Linked DNA regions of Pan troglodytes: region 1 is linked to region 2. The links are chromatin contacts, called in public Hi-C maps. All regions are on one chromosome and are shown on one strand. Each heading gives the region's core, a stretch centred on a gene start, on an enhancer-like site or on the middle of the called end of the contact. The rest is flanking DNA. Distances are from core to core; before and after follow the strand shown.

Region 1 (3,638 bases), core at 485-2,984, 480 kb after region 2:
CTACTCAAAAGCCTAAGGAATGCCACCTGCCCATCAAAAATGAATAAATGTGACGTAATTCCATTGTATAATACCACCATATAACTAGGTTCTGTAAGTCCACATACACACCGAGGGAGGTAGTCTTACTTACCTCTTTCAACTTTATATTCTGACTAATATGTATTAGAGTCAATATTGGTATGTTGATTCCATATGGCTTGTTGATTGGGGAATCAGATGAGAAGATTATTCTAATACTGAAATACTCCTTTTTCACCTAATGGTTTAATCACCTAATTAAAGTTTACTGTGTTCTTTGGGAATCCAAAGTGACCATTGGTGAACCTGACAAAAAAAAATTCATCTTCTTAGAATTTTGTGATGTAATTAATATTTATTTTGGAACCCTCAGCACCCCAGAGAAGAGTTAGGTATAGAAAGAAACTCTAAAGAGTATATAAGTGCCCCAGAAGATTTTCCCCTTCCTCCCTGTCACATACCTCTTTGCCTCAACCCACTTAAATTCTGAGAAAAAAATCAATACAGTTAAATGAATGTAAGTATGGGTTTATCATTGTCTCTTTAAGTAGAATTATGTCCACGTTTTACAAGTTCCATTTCTTTAGCTGTCAAAAACTAGTTTTATTTAGCTGAGGTTGAGAATACTGGGCAGAGTCAAGGTGAGCATCTACTGAAAAGCTTTGGAAACACTCCAGGTATAAAGCTGAAGACATTAATCACCAGAATAACAAATGAAATTGAATTGTTCTAGAATTGGGCTCCTTCACCTCATTTTCCACTTCTTCTTCCAGTGTGGTCATCAGGATTCAATCCTGGTCCTATGCTGTCCATAAGATAATATCAAAGGGAGCAGACACTCAACATTTACTTCTTTTTATCTCGATTCTAATCAAGAAAATATGACAATATTTCTGATATCTCTTCTCAAAAAACTTTTTTTTTTACTCTAAGTTCTGGGATACATGTGCAGAATGTGCAGGTTTGTTACATAGGTATACATGTGCCATGATGGTTTGCTGCACCTGTCAACGCATCATCTAGGTTTTAAGCCCCGTATGCATTAGGTATTTGTTCTAATGCTTTCCGTTCCCTTGCCCACTACTGCCTGACAGGCCCCAGTGTGTGATGTTCCCCTCTCAGTGTCCATGTGTTCTCGTTTTTCAACCCTCACTTATGAGTGAGAAGATGCAGTGTTTGGTTTTCTGTTCCTGCGCTAGTTTGCTGAGAATACCTGAAAGCTTTGAAAAATCAGATTATCATTAAGAAATAATTCTTAAACTCAAAAATTTTGCCCAAAGAACTTCCTTCTCTGGAGACCTGAAAGAACAAATTAAATACTCATCATAAATATCCAAGTGCAAAACTACCAGTTTTGCATTTATAAAACTACCAGTTTGCAGATGAGGAAACTAAGATTCAGGAAGTGTAAATGATTTACCCCGGCATGAAGCTAGTTAATAGAAGAGCAGGTTGCTCCTTACTCTTACTATCTTACTTTTTTGTTAATCATTTATACACAAATCCTGAGTACCTACCATATCCATGGCACTAAGGGCTGTGAAGGGAACAAATCCAAAACATTCATGGTTCCTCCTCCCAATATTATTATTAGATACTTTAAACATTACAATAATGATAACCACTATATATCAAATACTCATTACGGGGGAGAAACTGGGTCAATATCATGGTCACAGACATTCTCTTGATATGAGTGTTAGTTTCTTCAGTTTACAGATGAAGAAAATGAAACTGGTATGCAAAATGTCATATAATTGTCTCAAATCACACAGTTCATCAGAAGCAGAGGTCAAATTTGAACTTACATTTGCCTGATTCCAAGACCTTTGCTCTTAACTATATCATAAGCTGATGTAGTTCTACAACTGAAACTTAACATTTACCTCCAGAGACGATGGAAGATACTTTAGCTAAAAGTAAAAGAAATTTTCAAAAATAAGGTTTATTAACGCTAGAATAATTTAACATAGGGACCCTGTAGACCTTCATCACTGTAGGTGAGTTGAAAATGAGAGGATACTAAATTAGAGGTTTTATTTAAGAGTGGGTCTACCTAATTGCCTAGTAGGAAGTGAAACCAAATGATATTTCAAGCTTTCTTTTATCCTATGACTTTAAGGAAAAACAATAACAACCATAAAACACCACCACCTACAACAACAGTCTTCTGTGTTTTCCCATGCATTCAAATGAGCTAAAAAGTGATAAATGCATTGCAAGTAAAATAGCTATGCAGCACTCTTGGGAAATGTGGTTCCACGGATATGCCACAGAGACTTTCATTGTAAAGCCTGGTACTGAAGTTTGGACAAAGGTGTGTTTGTGTGCAGTGACTAAGCTTGTGTGGGAGGGAGGCAACCACTGCAGATGGCTGAAAAATATGCTAATGTTGAAAGACCCATGTGATGGCTGGCATCCTGAAAGAGAGACAGATGTTTCCTCCCAAGAAGAATTTTAGAACAAGTGGCTTGCTGACCTATTCAGGCTTGATTCCTTAACTGCATCTCAGGGTCATACACACGTCAGAACCACTGAGACAATTGTCCTCCTCACTTTGTACCCCAGGAAAGAGATAGAGCAGCTAATTAATCACAAGGCCTTTGCTGATAATACCTTTCATTTGAAATTTTTGTTGTTTCTGTTTTTAAGATGTTTTCAAGATGTTTTCATGTTCTCTGAGACTTGCTTTCAGAATGCTGCCTCTGTTCACATGCTGGGTCTCCTACAGTGCTCACATTGCTCCACTCTCTGTACGTTTTGTTTTTTTTTTTTTTCCCCATAAAAACCATCCCTCTTATATTCACTTTTTAAGTCTTTCTTTTCCCCACTAAACTATATGCTCATTTCATGGCAGGGAGCATGACTAACTTGTTAACCACAAAATCCCAAGAGCCCAACATAATGCAAGATACATAGAAGTCTCTCAAAAACATCTTTTCTCAGAACTCCTGAGAATACCTACAAGACATTCTCAGATATACTAGAGAGGCAGAGCGTAGATTGTCTTGTATTAGTCTACTTAAACAAGATTGTTCATTCCTTCATTTATTCAACAAAACTTCTGGGGTTTATATCATGTGTCAGGCACTGCTCTAAATGACCAGGATGCTGCAATAAAAAGAACAACAACAAAAATTCCCATCCTTGTGGGTTTAGGGTGTTAGCATCAATATATTTTAAAAAGAAATTGAAAAAAACCCAGGTACTTTGACTACAAAAATCATTTTGTTTGCAGATTACCTAACACTGCTAACTCAAGTTCCTGGGTCTATAGAAGAAAAATAAAATTAAAAATTAAAAAACAGCCAGGCGCAGTGGCTCACGACTATAATCCTAGCACTTTGGAAGGCCGAGGCGGGCAGATTATCTGAGGTCAGGAGTTCGAGACCAGCCTGGTCAACATGGTGAAACCCTGTCTCTACTAAAAAAAATACAAAAAAAAAAAAAGTTAGCCAGGAGTGGTGGCACATGCTTGTAATCCCAGCTACTTGGGAGGCTGAGGCAGGAAAATCGCTTGAACCCAAGAGACAGAGGTTGCAGTGAGCCGAGATCATGCCACTGCACTCTAGCCTGGGCAACAGAGCGAGACTCTGTCTCAAAAAAATAAAAATAAA
Region 2 (3,430 bases), core at 305-2,804:
CTCCTCAAGGCGGGATGTCGGGAGGAGAGGCGACTGCCTGAAAGCTAGCGGCACTGCCAGAGGCGACCACCGCGGCAGCTGCCCCAGCGACGGCGGAGACGGCGGCGGCTGCTCCTCACCGGCCCGTTGTTCCACCCGCCCCCATCTTCCAGACCCCCGCCCCCGCCAGGCTAGGACGAGCAGCCGCCACCGCTGCCACCGCCACCGCCGCCGCCGCAGCGCCTCAGTGCGGCCCCGCCTCCGCCGCCCCACCACCTTCACCACCTCCACGCTCCGGTACCGCCCCTCCCGCCAATCGGACAGCTCCGGCTACGCCCCCAGGGCGCTAGCCCGCAGCCAATGAGCAACGAGAGCCCGACTGGGAGTCGCGCCGGCCAATCGCAGGGGCCGAGGAAGCCTTGAATCTCCGGGCAAGTTAAGTTTATCTCCGAGGCTCGGAACTGAAGGGAGATGGCGGTTAGCTAAGTAGTAGGGTAGCAGGGAACAGTTTGCTCTCCTCTGCCAATAAGAGGACGAGGGTGTGTCATATGCAAATATACTGCCCTCCAAGCCCCACCCCCAAGATAAGCTACGCCCCCTTCTCCAGGTCCCTGCAGAAGTGGTGAGGAGAATGAGATAAATAGTTGGGAGCTAGAGCTCGCTAGAGAGTCTAAGATTGAGCTAAATATTTCCTGATCTCTCGAGAAAGGGGGAGGGGAGTGGGAGGATTAAATGTTCCTTCCTTCAGGGCAGTGGTTAGGCTTTCTCTCCACCAAAATCTAACTTTAGCTGTAAAGAAGACTGCAGTTATGTAGCACTTTGTATCCAGGGATCTCAAAGAACTTTACGCATCATTTATTGTGAACCTTGTTTTGCAAAGATTTCAGTTACTTGAGGCTTGGGAGGCGGATAGGGGATAAATGTCTGAGTTATATATATATTTACGCAAGTAATCGAGTTTGAGGGGAGAGACACAAAACCTCTGGTTTAGCGGTTTCCTCTTGTTTGTGAAGCACCTTCTAGCAGTTATCTTAGAGATGTAAGTTCATTTACTTGTCCAGCACTAAAAGGCCAAAGGGGCTTGTTTTCTCACCCAAAAGACCTTCCTGAGGCAGCTGTTCGGATACATGCAGAGCACAGCGCCCTGCTCAGAAAGGAAGGTTCAGAGAACAAATTGCCGTTTAAAACTATTGGGACAAACCTACCTCTTCTAAAGCTTAAAATGGTAAGTCAGGGTTTTAGCGTCCACGTTCTGCGGAGAGAAGGCAGACTTGACTGGGGAAAGCGCAGGCTGACCGAGTGTGGGGGGACAGACGGGTAGGGGAGCCAGGTCTCCCGAAGGGGCTAGCAATGCGCGTCCGAGTCGAATGCGGGTTCCCGATGCTAGACGCCCGCAACCTGCTCCAGAGTGAGAACAAAGGCCGGCGCAGAGCGAGAACCTGATTGGTGCCCGGTCCTCACTCGTGTCCTCCGGGCCCCAGAGATAACTTGCATCGCCTACTGGCAAGGAGCTCTGTGCTCACTGGAGCCCAGCTCCCCACCCGGCCATGGCCGTGGCCACAGGACTGTGCATTATGACATCACCTGTTTTCGATTTTTAGAACCTAATCAGTATTCTCGGCTTCTCCTTTTTTAAAGGTCTCCAGCGTACCAGGATTTGTGAAGGCCTGAAGTTCGTAGAATGAAATCTATGTGGAGATGATTTAAAAGAACGGTTTCACTGGTTTGCATTTCTTTCTTTTCTTTTTAATTAAAAAAAAAAAAAACAACCCTGGTTTCCTTAGGGATTCAGGGTGGTGTTATGCAAAATCGGAAAGGTACACTTGGAGGAGCTAGCAAGTTTAGCATATCAAAGCTATTAGACCAATTTGTGCGGTTAAAACTGCCATTCTCATTTCTCAACAGCTGTCTCCTCTCTGTCCCTTTTTAGAGACCAACACATATAAACCAAGTCTACACAAGAAACAAAGGTAATGGAAATCTGCTAGTATCAGGTTTAAATAGATCAAAATAGAGTAGAAAACCCCAAAAGGGTCTAAGTTATGTAGTTGGGTAAAGGTGTTGATCTATTTAGCCAGTGTTAGCTAAAGGTCGCTTGATGCTGTGTAGACATATATAACTAAAGAGCAATGAATGGTGTGGGGAAGGTGCTTAAGATTCAGTTAGAAGAAACTGTAAAAGCAAGTAAATTCAGAAAAGGAGGGAATTACCACATGCCCTTCGATGCAGAGAACCAAGAAATGCAGGGAGAAAGTCAGCAAGGCACAGTTTTTCTAAGAAACACATATGTGTCCCCATTTAGTGGTAAATTTCTTGGGCTATATTCCTGGCTGGTTCTGGCTTTTAAAGCAGATTTTATTTGAGTATATTTTAAAGGAAAGGAGAAATTGAAGGATGAAGTGAATTTTTGTGCAGATTGAATTTTCTCAAATAGAATTTTAAATTCATATTGTTTTCTAGCACATTCTTCTTATAACCTTTTCTTTTCTTTTTTCACTTGACAGCTAAAATCCTTTCGAAATGAGTTCCTTTAATTTCTTCAGTAACTAAATCCTCCAGAAAGGAAAGCCGAGAGAATCTAGTCCTATACAATAACACCCTCTAACAAAGATCGCTAAAGGAAGATTTTAGTAGATGAATATCTTCAATAATACATGGTCACATACATGTATCTGACCATATGATGGCTCTCTGCACCAAATTCCTCCAAACTATTATAATATGTATTGTCTGTAGTGCTATTTATTTGGAAGTTAATCATGTATTACATTGTGACATTTCTTACAGTGAACCATTATGTATGTGTTTATGTTCTGCCCTCAACTACTCAATGCCAGTACCTTATTCTTAACACAGCAGCCACCCTTTCTGATCTGTCCTCACACCCTCATTCCCATCATAGTTATTCTCCTCTCTCATGGAAATGTTCAGTTTCTGGACATCTCCTTTCTCTTCCATTCTTCACCTGACCTTCCTTCCTTTCTTGGCCAGCCTGAATATTATAAAGGGAATTTTATTTCAAACCCAGGATCACACTTAAGAGGAAAAGAAACAAAAGCCAGTTCTTTTTATTGCACATAGAACAAGGAGAAACTCCACCCCTTTTGTTGTCTGGTATGTTTAAAACAAGAAAGAACTTTAGAAAAGTAGGATATGAGTGAAAATTACAACCAATGTTGATAACTACTTTTTAATTTTTTATTACAAAATTAGGATGATACTTCATTAAACATTGTACATCATTTCAAAACTGTTATCTCATAATCATGTTGCTTGTTTTGGATTATTCTTTTAAAGTGTAATTTTTTTAAGCAAAGAATCCATAAAATCACATGGCTTGGATGTACCATAACTTACTTAATCCTTATGCTATTGTTTAATATGTGGGTTGTTTCAGATTTTTCATGATTGTAAATAACAAAATAAACTTCCTCATACTTAAGTTTCTGGC

What was found. Hi-C and Micro-C count contacts between places; a contact is called where the count stands out from the background.
Region 1: a contact with region 2 is called in a Hi-C map of stem cell-derived neural progenitor cells, with 4 times the contacts expected there. The contact joins the enhancer-like site here to the promoter of SESN3 in region 2. A contact is called at or near these places in 2 of 7 Hi-C or Micro-C datasets (blood and stem cell-derived neural progenitor cells) and 1 of 1 datasets of contacts at active chromatin or transcription factors (stem cell-derived excitatory neurons).

The regions. Positions count from the first base shown.
Region 1 is chr9:97,818,542-97,822,179 of NHGRI_mPanTro3-v2.0_pri, forward strand. No RefSeq gene overlaps it. Among named protein-coding and RNA genes, the nearest start is that of FAM76B, 74 kb to the right of the region's middle. Within about 2 kb of position 1,735, at least 4 of the 24 cell types and tissues checked have an H3K27ac peak or open chromatin away from gene starts, as enhancers often do. A contact at or near this core is called in stem cell-derived neural progenitor cells, where this site is marked.
Region 2 is chr9:97,342,930-97,346,359 of NHGRI_mPanTro3-v2.0_pri, forward strand. SESN3 (sestrin 3) reads right to left here and starts at 1,555. Exons shown (of 11, transcript NM_001280335.1): 1 at 1,185-1,555.